Regions from separate parts of the Mus musculus genome. Here regions 2, 3 and 4 are each linked to region 1. Evidence: chromatin contacts called from public Hi-C and HiChIP or PLAC-seq data. All regions are on one chromosome and are shown on one strand. The core of a region is the stretch at or near the end of the contact, and the rest is flanking DNA. Distances in the headings are between cores, read along the strand shown.

What was found. A called contact is a pair of places that touch in the nucleus more often than the background predicts. HiChIP or PLAC-seq counts read pairs in DNA pulled down with a chosen protein or histone mark.
Region 2: an H3K4me3 HiChIP or PLAC-seq map of craniofacial prominence shows a contact between it and region 1, with 4 times the contacts expected there. The contact joins two enhancer-like sites. A contact is called at or near these places in 2 of 115 datasets of contacts at active chromatin or transcription factors (craniofacial prominence and stem cell-derived neural progenitor cells).
Region 3: a contact with region 1 is called in an H3K4me3 HiChIP or PLAC-seq map of craniofacial prominence, with 5 times the contacts expected there. The contact joins two enhancer-like sites. A contact is called at or near these places in 1 of 115 datasets of contacts at active chromatin or transcription factors (craniofacial prominence) and 1 of 9 other capture datasets (embryonic stem cells).
Region 4: a contact with region 1 is called in a Hi-C map of cerebral cortex, with 5 times the contacts expected there. The contact joins two enhancer-like sites. A contact is called at or near these places in 1 of 484 Hi-C or Micro-C datasets (cerebral cortex) and 2 of 115 datasets of contacts at active chromatin or transcription factors (the 230-238 cell line and embryonic stem cells).

Annotation. Positions count from the first base shown.
Region 1 is chr14:100,476,111-100,479,293 of GRCm38.p6, reverse strand. The region is part of intron 5 of Gm34199 (a long non-coding RNA gene); the gene reads right to left. Among named protein-coding and RNA genes, the nearest start is that of Gm26367, 59 kb to the right of the region's middle. Within about 2 kb of position 1,438, at least 79 of the 459 cell types and tissues checked have an H3K27ac peak or open chromatin away from gene starts, as enhancers often do. A contact at or near this core is called in cerebral cortex and craniofacial prominence, where this site is marked.
Region 2 is chr14:100,948,981-100,952,163 of GRCm38.p6, reverse strand. No RefSeq gene overlaps it. Among named protein-coding and RNA genes, the nearest start is that of Gm46481, 110 kb to the left of the region's middle. Within about 2 kb of position 1,458, at least 13 of the 459 cell types and tissues checked have an H3K27ac peak or open chromatin away from gene starts, as enhancers often do. A contact at or near this core is called in craniofacial prominence, where this site is marked.
Region 3 is chr14:100,888,182-100,891,364 of GRCm38.p6, reverse strand. No RefSeq gene overlaps it. Among named protein-coding and RNA genes, the nearest start is that of Gm23538, 130 kb to the right of the region's middle. Within about 2 kb of position 1,699, at least 20 of the 459 cell types and tissues checked have an H3K27ac peak or open chromatin away from gene starts, as enhancers often do. A contact at or near this core is called in craniofacial prominence, where this site is marked.
Region 4 is chr14:100,748,629-100,751,811 of GRCm38.p6, reverse strand. No RefSeq gene overlaps it. Among named protein-coding and RNA genes, the nearest start is that of Gm23538, 10 kb to the left of the region's middle. Within about 2 kb of position 1,486, at least 183 of the 459 cell types and tissues checked have an H3K27ac peak or open chromatin away from gene starts, as enhancers often do. A contact at or near this core is called in cerebral cortex, where this site is marked.

The DNA.
Region 1 (3,183 bases), core at 189-2,688:
AAAGATGCTGAACACAAAAAGAAAGACTTAGTTTGGCAAAGGTTGCTAAAGGCCTCTTGTCCTTGTGCAGTTATCCATACTGCTTCTGTTCCCTGTTGTCGGTTCATTTGACCTTCCCAAATGAGTAGCCATGACAGACAAGGTTATAAATCCGAGTTAACCTGGTATGGTGACACATCCCTGTAATCACAGCTAATTGGGAAGCAGAGGCAGTAGGTTTGCAAGTTCAAAGCCAGAGTGCTCTTCTCTCAAAACTGAATTTTAAAAGATGAGGGTTGGGGGTGTAGCTCCGAAGTAGAGTGCTGCCTAGCATGCATGAGGCCCTGGGTTCCAGCCACAGTACTGAAAAATAATGAGCCAGAAATGAAAAAAAAAATCATCAACCCAGGTACGAAGATTATATATAGCGGCCGCATCCATAGCAGTAAATGTGTCACTGGAAGGGAAAGAAGGTCCACTCTCCCCATCCTTTTAGGAACAGTACTGTCATCCCACGAGGGAGCACTGTGGCTCCTCCTCTTCCGCCAGATGACTTTGGGATTCGGCAAATGGAGGGCACTGCTTTTGTAAAACCTATAGGCATGAACCCATGGACAAAGGGACACTGGGCTGAGACTCAGGCCACTTGAGTGTGATGAGAAGAAAGACAATAGGAAGCTGGTGATTGTCCTTCTACCAGCAGCAAGTTACAGTCCTATAGCGTGTTGTAGAGACTTCGTCAAAGCCTGGCCCTGTCGTCTGAGTCCGTTCCTTTAGCCTTCCTTTTATTCTGTAAATGTCCTCATAGGCTTTCAATAAGAAACTAACCAGAGTTCAGTTTCTGCTGCTCTGACCAAAGAGCCCACACTGATCGTATTGTCAATAGCCTGTATTTCTTTCCGGAGGGAAAAAGTACAAAGGGACTTAGATGGTGGCCGAACCGGCACTTTGGTTTCCACTCTGTATCTAACCCATTGATTTTTGTGATTGAACTGGTGATCTTTCTCCGCTGCATACTTCCCAATCATCCTCTACAAATATACACACGGAAATGGGTTTGCTTTTGAAAGGTAATTAGAGCTGTAGAATTCGGAGGTCCTGCGTCTGCCAATGAGCAGCCAGCAGCCCATGATCTCTGCCTTCTTCCTTCTTAGGATTGTTCTCATATTGCACCAGGGGCTGCAAAGTAAACTGCTCCGTTTGAATTTAAAGCCACCCAAACCAAATCATCTTTTACAGGTATGCCTTCCCTCGGAGGTTACCTGCCCATGAAACGAACGTGTGAGGGTGGCCAGAAGTCAGCTTTGATATTAGCAGGGTTCTCCTTTAAACCAGGTGAAGCTTGCCTTAATGCCTCTGCAGTTTGAGCCGGGCAGGAGGGGGCTGGAGGGGGCTGGGCGGTCACCTCACAGCTGCAGCACACCCTTGCTTCAGGTAGGGGAACAAATGGAGGCTAGGGAGGGTAAGGCTCCCCCTGCTATTGGCTGGATTTTGATGCAGCGCGCACTCTCGAACAGCCTGAAATATAGTCTGCAGAAGTCTCCACAGATGCTCCGCGCTGCAGTTCTTGAAAGGCAGGAACAAATTTAAACCGGGTTTTGTAAAAACAAATGACATCATCCCTACATACACTCAAACGCTGCAGCCCAATGGGGCACACTCCCCCCCCCCACCTCCGATTTCTCCTTTGCTCTTTCCGTGTCTGACTGCAGGGTTCGGATTTTTATGCTATGCGTTTCACTGGCTAAATCTTACAGAGAATAACCTTTCATCGCTGGCCTGGAAAAAATAATAATAAAGATGAAGAAAATAGAGAGACATGTAAACATTTAAAATCGCATTTCACCTCCGTGTGGCTGTTACCTGGGAAAATTCCTGGGACTGGAAGGAAACCGTAATGACCTGTGTGTTGGGGGCTGTCTTCACTGAAATGACACGGACTTGTTTTGAGTAATCTTTATGGTACAGAGTTCAGAACTGGGAATCCTTAGGGTAAAGATTTCTCTTCAGGAGTTTTTCTGAGATCGCACTATTAACTGCGAAAGTAACCAGGTGTGTGGTGGTATTCTTTTTCTGTAGAGTCCTACCAAAATAACAATAATAATAATAATAATAATAATAATAATAATAATAGTAATAGTAATAATAATAATAACGATAATGATAATAATAAAAGTTAGGTGAGCCAAATTTTTAACACAATAGAGTTAGCTAAACTGCAATAGAAAGCTCGCTGTCACTTGGAAATACATGCGACAGTCAATCTGCAGCTTGCAGAACCTGATTGAGATTTTCCTCTCAAGACATTATTTGCTATATCCTTGTCTTCAGACAAAGGTGGCCCAGGCAGCGACCTGTTTGTTGACCATAACAAGTCTGGATAAGCACAGAGCCGGAGGCTCAGAGCTTGCCTGAATTTTCAATCCTACCCCAGGAACCCATTAACATAATTCTGTAGAAACCTGTTTCCAGAGCAAAGTCTGAGATTTGCATTTCTTTATTGGGCATGGTTATTTAAAAAAATCTTTTTCAATCTAATTCTTCAGGATTAATAGCAGAGAGCAAACAGAAGGTGAATCTCAAGCTCCCAAAGATGGATTTTATATAACAGGCAGTGACATCTATACCAAGTTAAGGGCGTGATGCCAGCAGCTGCTCAGTCTTCAGGTACTGCCTTTAAATGGATGGTGGCCTTTATCTCTAAAGGAAGCCATGTCAGACAGAGTCTTAAGCAGAAACAAAGAAACAAGATGACTTGTTTACAGCCCCACCACCACCTTCCCACGAATTTCACACATTTGTCTTTGATCCCCACTCTACCCTAGTGGGATGTTCTCTTTGAACTTCACCTCAGAGGTTGTATTCGATAGCCCTATTTCTTCTCTCTTGTTACCTCTTTCCTTCACTTCTAAACAAAGACACAGAGCTAGGAATGTGGCACAGATTCCCAGTTCTGATCCCTCTGGCACACAGATGCAGTGAAAGTTTCACATCAAAACCGTCCATGCCAATTCTTTTCAAAATAAAGCTTACCACCACTAGCAGAGGTTTTTAAATGAGCAAGTACAGGGGTGGGGGGTGGGGGGAGCTGTGCAGAAACTTACAACCCTGAATTTTGGCAATAATTATATAACTAAAGACAAATTGAGGGTCCTGGGGAGATAGCTCAGTCGGCAAGGTGTTTGAGACCTGGGTTCCCTCTCC
Region 2 (3,183 bases), core at 209-2,708, 470 kb before region 1:
GAGAGATTCAGTTTTCTTTGAAGATGTAGCCCCTAGTAGGTCAATTATGGTACAGTAGATGAACCACACTCCTGAATATATAGGAAGAACAAAATAGACTCAGTGGGTTGCAAGAAATTTGGCTTCTTTAAAAACATAGAAATGTTATGTGAATATGAATATGTTTTTGTTCAAGGTGTGAGATACGGGGCTGCTTCAGATTATACAAGGCAGCAGACTATGATTTGCCTTTTGTTTCATCAAGACCATGATTTTTGCCAGCTGCAGATAGTTTTTCCCAAGTGTATGATATTTGAAAGTCTAGAAACTCTTGAGAGTATATATATATATATATATGAAGAGGCCTAGAGAAGGATATGGCTGCTGCAATTTCTCCTGCTGTGGTTCCTGCTGGCTGGCTGCTGGCTGGCTGCTGGCTGGCTGCTGACTGGCTGCTGGCTGGCTCCTGGCTGGCTCCTGGCTGGCTCCTGGCTGGCTCCTGGCTGGCTCCTGGCTGGCTATTGGCTAGTTGTTGCTGGTTCCTGGTTGAGATATCCTAACAAAGAAGATCAAAAGTGCCCCAAGGAACTTGATACCCTTAATCAGTAGGAAGTAGTCTAAGGATATTAATACCTCCTTTCTCCTCCAGCCTTCTTTGTGTAGTTGGAAAATATAACAGTGGAGAAGGAACACATAAAGTGGACAAAAGGCAGGTTAAAAAAAAATAAAAGAAGACATGAAGATATGAACAGGGAGTGTGTGGGAGATCTGCGAGGAGTTAGGGGAAGGCGTGTAAAATACGTAAGATAAAAATACATTGTGCATATATAAAAATTTCAAAGAATAAATATTATTTTTAAAAGCATACAAGTGTTCATGAAATTAACAATATAGTTTATTCTATTGCATTTTTGTCTTCTTTTGGGGTGAGCGATACTTTGGAACTCACCAATTGGCACAAATAGAAAATAACTAGGAATATGAGTGTTTCATGCCTCAATTTTCTAAAGCAATTTTATCATTGTGCATTTCCAGACTATGTAAACAAAGGGACCTCACACGGTTACCTTTTGAGCACACTGAAGACAAAAACATGTTGTGATTTGCACAGTTATTGGGAAGATCTGCAGTACTGAACCATGTGTGCTTCGTGTTGGCAGCCTCTGAACACAGACAGTTATGTTTGAAAAGTTGGCAAGTCCATAACAAATTCTTGCATACTTGAAGCTGCCTTGTTGATTTCCTTTCAACTCCATCCCAAGGCAGACCAGACTCTTCCTCTGCAGCACAGCAATGTGGCAAGAAGGAATGAGCTCCCCCCCCCCCCATGATTCCTCTATTCCCCCTCCTCACACAAATCATTCTCCCCAGATTTCAAAGAAACCCCAGAGCGGAATTCTTGCTGTTCTATCTCCAGGACTACAGCCAGCACAAATCAAGAAAATGGTTTCCAGGTGCAGACCACCCTCCCTTCCCCTTCACTTTAAAATCCGCTGATTGTTTCACTCTTTAATCTTTAGATGGACGATAGGGGGAACAGGAGGGTAAACCTTAGGATTCAAAAGCCTATGGAAAATTACTTCGTCTTTTTCATTTTAGGGCAGTCAGTTCTCTTCTCCAAATCATATCACACAACCCAGCACGATTCATTCTGTCTCTTTTGATAAGCCTCAGACCCTAAATAACCTAGATGCATTATCTGAGCCACGAAAGGAGCCCTATGGAGTGAAGCTTTCATGAAAGTAGTTTTAATCCAATGCTATTACTATCTCCCAGTAACTAGCTCCATTTTCACACAAAGACGTAATTGGTGAGAAAAAAAATTGCTTACTCTTCACAATGGTCCTCGATCTGCTAAGTTCAGGTAATAGCATGTAATTATTGATAAACAAAACACTGAGAGGAAGTGTGTTTGGTGAACTTTCCTAGAGGTAATAATATTCACCGAAGTATATAATGACAGCTGGCAATGGCAGTACTCAGTACAGGTACCGTAGCCCCATTCTTCTCTTAACTGTAGTCAGACATCCAGTGTCCAAATATCAGTGTTGGCTTCTACTACACCTCTGCCCAGGAGGCTTCCCATGTCCAGGTATGTGAGTCCATTTGCATTGTCACAACTCAAAAACCTTTGGAGTCTATCCCATGTTGTCACTGAATCTTCTGTGATATTTTAACTTTATAGATCACAGTTAAACATTTTTTGGGGACAATTGATTGTGTTTTTCATCTTGTTTTCATGCAGGTATTCATGTACTGATGGATAAAATTTAGGTATTTTAAGGGAGGAATGAATTTCACAGTCTTTAAATTGATCCATAAAAAGGACATGTTTTACACATCAAATTCACATTTTCACTTTTTGTTTATCCTGTGAACACCTAAACCTCATGCATATTCTAAATTCCTTTATTTATAGGAAATAAATAACATAGTTTTCTTTTTTTCTTGAGTTTTCTAATTTTGTCATGACATTTTTCTATATCATTTCATTTCCCTGATACATCATTTCTTCTTATAGAAGACAGAAATTCATGCTTTCAGATCTGCTAGTAAAATCATCAGATTCCTACCAGTTTATTTGCCTAAAATGAATCCCTTGGGAAGTCCTCTAAATCTATTTTGCTTTGGACTTAGTGTCCGAAACTGTTAGTGTTTGCCAAGATTCATGTTTTCTTCCTCTTTGGCACATTATAAATACATCTGCAAGCTCCTTGAAGTAAGAGGAACATACTGACAGAGGTGTGACTAATAAAAGAGGCAGAAGAGATGTGGTTGCTTATCAGCCAGCTGTTTGAACATTGCCAATGTATAATTTTCTATTACCTGATAACTGAAGGCAAGAAGGCTGTTTAGATTCAAGAGAGAAAAACATAATGATATGATATATGCTAGAATACACATATGTAAATAGATGTGTGTATATATGTGTGCATGTATGTATTCTTAAATATCTGTAAAATAAGAAATTAAGCATATACTTACCCAGGAGAAAATATACTATGCTGAGTCACTGAGACTTGGGGACCATTTTCCTTTTCTACCATTACAGAAATCAATACATTGAGGTGAGCATTTACAGAAATGCAAAACTGGGAATTTATGATACAGTGGTTCAGTGCATGATTTTAAGAAATCCTCCTAAAGCCTGCTGCCCACACAGACCTCTTGTGCTGTTGAGGTAGCTGTGTTACTTGTTACAGT
Region 3 (3,183 bases), core at 450-2,949, 410 kb before region 1:
ATAATCTTATAGGTTTTAATTTTATAGTACCCCACTGTTTTGCTGTGTTGGGAACTAGACCTAGCCCCTCACACATGCTCAGCAAGTTCTTTCCAAGAGTTAAATTCTCACCCCAGTTTTCTCCTTTGTGTGATACCCTATTCCCAATGCAAATCTTATAGGACCTTCCAAATAATTTCTAAAGTCTGATTTTACAGTAATTAGGTGGGATTATCAAAATCTCCAATTTACAGAGGATGAAATATGGTTTCTGGTATGATGCTGGTTAGTCAATCTTTGGTCAAAGAAACAAAGCCATGGCACATGCAAGTGTCTGTGTTCTCTCCTGACAAATATTTAGTTTAAAAACAGTCAAAAATTTTTCTAGATATATGCAAACAATCACAATTTCTTGTTTCTAACATTGTAAGCTACCAGCACATGAACACGTCACTTGTAATCTGGGCTGTAAAAATGGACACCATCGTTAGAACGACAAAGTGGAATATTCACATGTGCTCCAGAAGTAAGCGTGGTAGTGTTTGGCCCTTGCTTTTGGTTTTGCCCAGGAGACCAAACTTGTGAGAGCAATGGTCAGAATTCCTGGCGACAGCCAGAGGCATGTGAGAACCATAGTCCTAATGTATATAATTTAGAAGCACATAATTGTTGGCTTCAGGCTTCACTGGAAGTGAATTTCCCAGATGGCAATCAAAAGTCAGTAGTTGAAAGGAGGAGAATGTTAGTGAGCCATGGGATATCCATGGCCATCAGTGCCTTATTCATTTTTTAGTATATATTTAGGCCAATATTGTGGAAGTCTTTATTACAAACATCATTTGTGGGAATTCAGTTTTCTCCCTTGGTGTGTATGGGAACTGCATTGATACAGCATCTGTCTAGAAAACAAATGAATAGAGGCAGTTAAAAGTCTTAAGTTTTCCATCTCTATTAAGTATAATCTTGAATACTTACATGGCTTAATTGAAGAAAAGAAGGGATTACTAATTTTTCATTTACTGATTTGCAACTGGACCAAGGGATAGAATTGGAAAAGTCTCAAAATGTATTGCCAGTTTGAATCTGACTCTTATCAAGACAATACGCAGTGATCGTACACTCTAATGTCTGTGTTGCTTAATTGTATCATTGGAGAATTTCATATCACGTTTCAAAAAACTTGTTAAGCCTAAATGTATGGTTCACAAAGATCCTTCACTCCTCCAGTTTCTTCTAACTCCTTTCAGAATCAATATTTGAAGGTGTTTGGGAGACCGAGGTCATGAACCCCCTAGGAAGCTTCTGAAGGCTGTGAGACGATAAATTGCTTCCCTTTCCTGCTGGCTCCAAAGTGGTCCAGTGTCTCAGTTCGGGGAAATGCATATGGAAACAATTGCCCTTGGACTATTTCCGCTTCTCTCCATGCAGGCCGTGGCCTCTCCAAACGGCTGCATAAGGCAAGCTGGTTAGCGTAGAGGTCAGAGATCAGCTCAGCCAGCCCTGAGTGCACAATGCCTGACCCTTGCTGTTCAAAGGAAGGGGGCGTAAACACGGTGTTTGTGAGCTCCATTAGTTTAATATATCATCTTATCTAACACTTCTTTTTTTTTTTTTTCTGAGCAAAAAGTGGAATGAATGTTTGTTGAAGGTGAAACTGCTAGTTATGTTATGTTATGAAAAGAACAGGCTCGGGAGCTGAAAATATTCATTCCAGCTGTGGTCTGCTCAGTCTCCCTTCCTCCACATCTTCCTCAGCAATGACTACATACATCAGTGGGGGAACATAGGTTTTCAAATTTAAATGGATGGGGTCATGAGATATTTCTCCTTTTTATGCTTTTCTTTTCATACTTTTTATTATTAATACTTTTATTTTTTTACAGTCCAGATGTAGCCCCCCCCCCCCCGCCTGCTACACCCACCCATAGTTCGTTTCCTATTCCTGCTCCCCCTGTCTCCAAGAGGATGTTCCTGCCACCCATCCACCCCTCCATACTTCCCCACTCCCTGAGGCCTCAAGTCTCTTCAGTTTAGGCACGTCTTTTCTCACTGAGGCCAGACCAGACAGTCGTCTGCTGTACGTGTGGCGGAGGTCTCAGACCAGCTGGCGTGTGCTGCCTGATTGGTGGCTCAGTGTCTGAGAGATCTCAGGGTTCTGGGTTCGTTGAGACTGCTGGTCTTCCTATGGGGTCACCATCCTCCTCAGCTTCTTCCAGCCTCTCTCTGAGAGGCTCAACAAGCAGCTGACTGGGACAAACGCACCCAATCATTGGACTGACGTCATGAAATACTTCTACCCAGTCAATCCCATCAAGAGACCTTATGAAAGAAGAAAGACCTGATCTTTTTATTTTGGAAAGTGACATTATTTGAAATATTATATTATTTTTGAATACATGAACAAAATATATGGTATAGCACATATTTTGTAGGTATTCAAAATGAGTACAAACTCAAAAAATTTTAAAAATGATACTACCCCTACTAAATTAACGAGAAAGTATAAATAGAACATAATAAACAGCTTGAGTTGCTTTATCAATGTAGCTTTGGTGAGACTTCACCCAAATAGTGGTGGGCTTTTCAGCAGTCCCAATGACTGGAGCACCCATGCTCTTATAAATAATCCCAACAAACTCACCAATTCACCAAGCTAGACTTCAGGGGATTCATTTCTCTGGACCGCTACTGCCCCCCCCCCCCCCACCTCGGGATAAATTCAAAGTCTCTCCAGAAAAAGTATAGCACAATTATTTTTCAAACAGTGATTCAATAAAACCAAAGAAGAAAATTGCAGAAACAGTTGCATGGCCCCAGGGATTGACACTACGACAAGTAACAGGCTGACCCATCAAAGGGCGGGGCATACCCTGAGATAATCCTCCTCTGTGTGATATAGAATGGTGGACCTCCCTCTTCGGAAGTTGGCTGTTGCTGTGAATGATACAGCATCATCTGAAACTAAGCTGTCTGGTGGTAAAGCATCCTTGAGGGTTTGGGGGAGGTTCCAAGGATGGCTATTTCTTCTATGTTGTACAAGGTTGTACACTTCGGGGATGAATAGGGTCTATCATAGAAGTATGGGATACCTTCAAAATAGCTGATGAAATAGAGACTATTGCAATCCCTGAAAGTGATTGGAGCATCCAGGGATTATAGTGGAGTTTCATGTGTCCCCTGCTGTGGGAGATAAAACATGCAACA
Region 4 (3,183 bases), core at 237-2,736, 270 kb before region 1:
TTTCCCCCTCGAAGGTTATAAATACCCTTAGAAAGCCATGCGAATTTTATCACAGCAGCTCAGGGGCAATGTTTACTTCTTTCTCAGCTGAGATATTTCTGTAAACAATAGGTCCTCCTGAGAAAGCCGGATTCCCAATGTGCTTGATAACAGTTTGCTGTTTGTCAAATTGGCAAGTTGGGCAGTGTTCTGCTTTTCTCTCTGACAGGAACTATTGCTTCCTTCCAGGAGAGTGAACCGATTTCAAAGCAAGACAGACAATGAACAAGGGGCTTCACCTACAGAACCTCATAGTGTCTGAGGTCTTTGAAACCTTTAATGTGTCTCCACATATTCCACAGATGAGCATCGATAGTTCAAATTTGCTTGATTAAAAGTAAGAATTGAGGACTGGGCTTCCCTTTGAAAAGATTGCCTGTACGGTTGGGGCTTAGGTATATGTTATTAGTTTCCTTCTGAAGGATATACAATTGATACTTAACTCAAAAGTATGGACAGATGATTATTAATGGTGATTTTAAAATCAAGACTCTAGCTTAGACACTTTCCAAAGCTGGGCTGTTTAATCTGAACAGATGCTTTCTGCAGGAGAGCCGCGAGACATCAATCCAACCTGTTCCTTTTTATGGTCCGTCCCATTATCTGTTCTCCCATAATTTGTATGCACATTTTTGCCTTCGATCTCTCAGCTCGAAAGTCCTCATTCAGACCGTGGCTGGAACAGACAAATCAGGAGGCTTCGGCACACAGGTGCCATTACCTATGATGCATTTGAATCCATGCAAATGTCAAGATGTAGCTGCAGAAAGGTTACCTCCCCACACTGCGGGGGGGAAAATCACTCTGCCAAGTGCCAAACTTTTATGTGCGCTGTCTTTTTCTTAGCCAGTGTGTGAGTGGGGGTGGGGGTGGAGTTGGGGGTGGGTGGAGGGGTCAATCAGGGAAACTGATCCCTAAATTGGTGTCTCCTGAAAAAAGGCAAACTTTATTCAGAAGGTTCAGACCTTCACCTATGGCCAGCATGGGCGGGTTTGTTTTGCGATGGTCCATCTTTGAAGATTAGGACTTTTATCTTGTGTCTGGTAAACAGTTTCAGTCTTAGAATGGACAGTCCTATGCTTGATGCACTCGGCTTGAAAGTCAAGGGCCCCATTTGTCTGGATTCTTCATAGATGTCTGGGATCTTTACCTCTTTTCAGACTCGGAAGACCTTATTTCGAATTATCCCACTCCAGAGGAAAACAGGTGAAGCAGAGGCCCTTTCAGGGGCTCTGCACACAGGGAGGCTGCAGTCTAGAGAGACTCCGAGGAAGTCTCTTTTGCTCCCGCTGCTTTCCGCTATTTTGTTCCGCTCACCAGTTGGGAGGAGAGGTGGGGACACACACGCTGGCTTTCTCTCCAAGGCGCAGCTGAGACCTTTAGGAAATCACTGCGGAGGCAGAAGCGGCAAGGCGCTATTTTTAGCTCCAAATTGATTCAGCTGCAGTCCCTGCTGCCTCTGACTTCATTGCCTCCCGGCCCACCCCTTGCTGTCCTCACTCCCAGCTTCAGCTTGACTTCCTGTGCCGCCCCTTTTTCCACCCCACCCCCCACCCTCCCCACCCCGTGCTGTTAGCTCCCTCCCTCCCTCTCCCTCCAGTCCCGGGCAAGGCTGGGCACGGGCTGGCTGCTAGTAAGTCCAGTTTATAGGGAAAGCTACAAGGACTGATAGTGCCTCAGGCTGTGACATCCCTCAGAGGCTGCAGCTGGCCAAGAGCAGAGCCTCTCCGGGTTCAGCCATCCTCGATTGTTCACCCCTACCCTTGCCCTTGGGACAGAGTTCCAAGAAGAAAGTTCTTCAGTTGCAATGCTGTGCTCCGGAACATCTGCCAAGTGTGTCCCATCTGGCCAAGGTCTACGCTTTCAAACATTATGCTAGGAAGAAAGGGCAGACACTGGGTGGCTTTTCTTCTTCCTCAGGATGTCTGTACAGATGAGCCTGGAAAGGGTCGCTTGCTGAGAGGAAGGGTGAGGAACAAGCAAGGCAGTACAGGCCACCTGCCTTTGTTTGCATGTGGGGTTAGCAGTGACCCCCTTCCTCTGACCCTGAAGGCCAGGGTAATTCCAAAGTCAAGTGGGGGCCTATTCATTTTCTATTTATGACTCCATTTTCTATGTCTAGTAAGTAAGGCAATGGCCCTCAGAAACCCTAGCTGCACTAACATACATTACGAGTAAAAATGTAGATGTCAAACGGGAAGAACATAAGAATGCTTATAAGCTAAGGATTAGATGGTTCCCAAGTCCTTTGTTAATTGTCCAACTAAGACCTCGATGGTGCACAGCCTGGGAAACTTGTGCACTCTGCTTGAGTGGAAAAGAGGCAGCCACTTCCACTCCCGTAATGTGTTAGAATCGAATCTGGCTCTGGCAGCACTAACAAATAGCTGAGCCATCCGTCCTCAGGAGGCCAATTAAACCTAAAGTAACAATGAACACAGAGAAAGGAAATTTATTCAGTGAGGCACACTGGGAAGAGGAACAAAGTCCATCTTCCAGGTCCTGTCATAGGGTGTAGGTTTAAATGGATGGTAGGATATATGCATGATTGGGCAGTCCAAGTCAATGTGTAGGCATGGCACCATTGACCCATCTGCACTACGGTTTGTCATCACTATGAAATCTCTCTCTCTCTCTCTGTGTCTCTCTCTCTCTGTCTCTCTCTCTGTCTCTCTCTCTGTCTCTCTCTCTGTCTCTCTCTCTGTCTCTCTCTCTGTCTCTCTCTCTCTCTGTCTCTCTCTCTCTCTGTCTCTCTCTCTCTCTGTCTCTCTCTCTCTCTGTCTCTCTCTCTCTCTGTCTCTCTCTCTGTCTCTCTCTGTGTCTCTCTCTGTCTCTCTCTGTTTCTCTCTCTGTCTCTCTCTCTCTGTCTCTCTCTCTCTGTCTCTCTCTCTCTGTGTCTCTCTCTCTCTGTCTCTCTCTCTCTGTCTCTCTCTCTCTGTCTCTCTCTCTCTGTCTCTCTCTCTCTGTCTCTCTCTCTCTGTCTCTCTCTCTCTGTGTCTCTCTCTCTCTGTCTCTCTCTGACTGTCCTGGAACTCACTTTGTAGACCAAGCTGGCCTTGAACTCAGAAATCTACCTGCCTCTGCCTCCCAAGTGCTGGGATTAAAGGCATGCGCCACCACCGCCCTCCTTGAAATCTCTTCTTG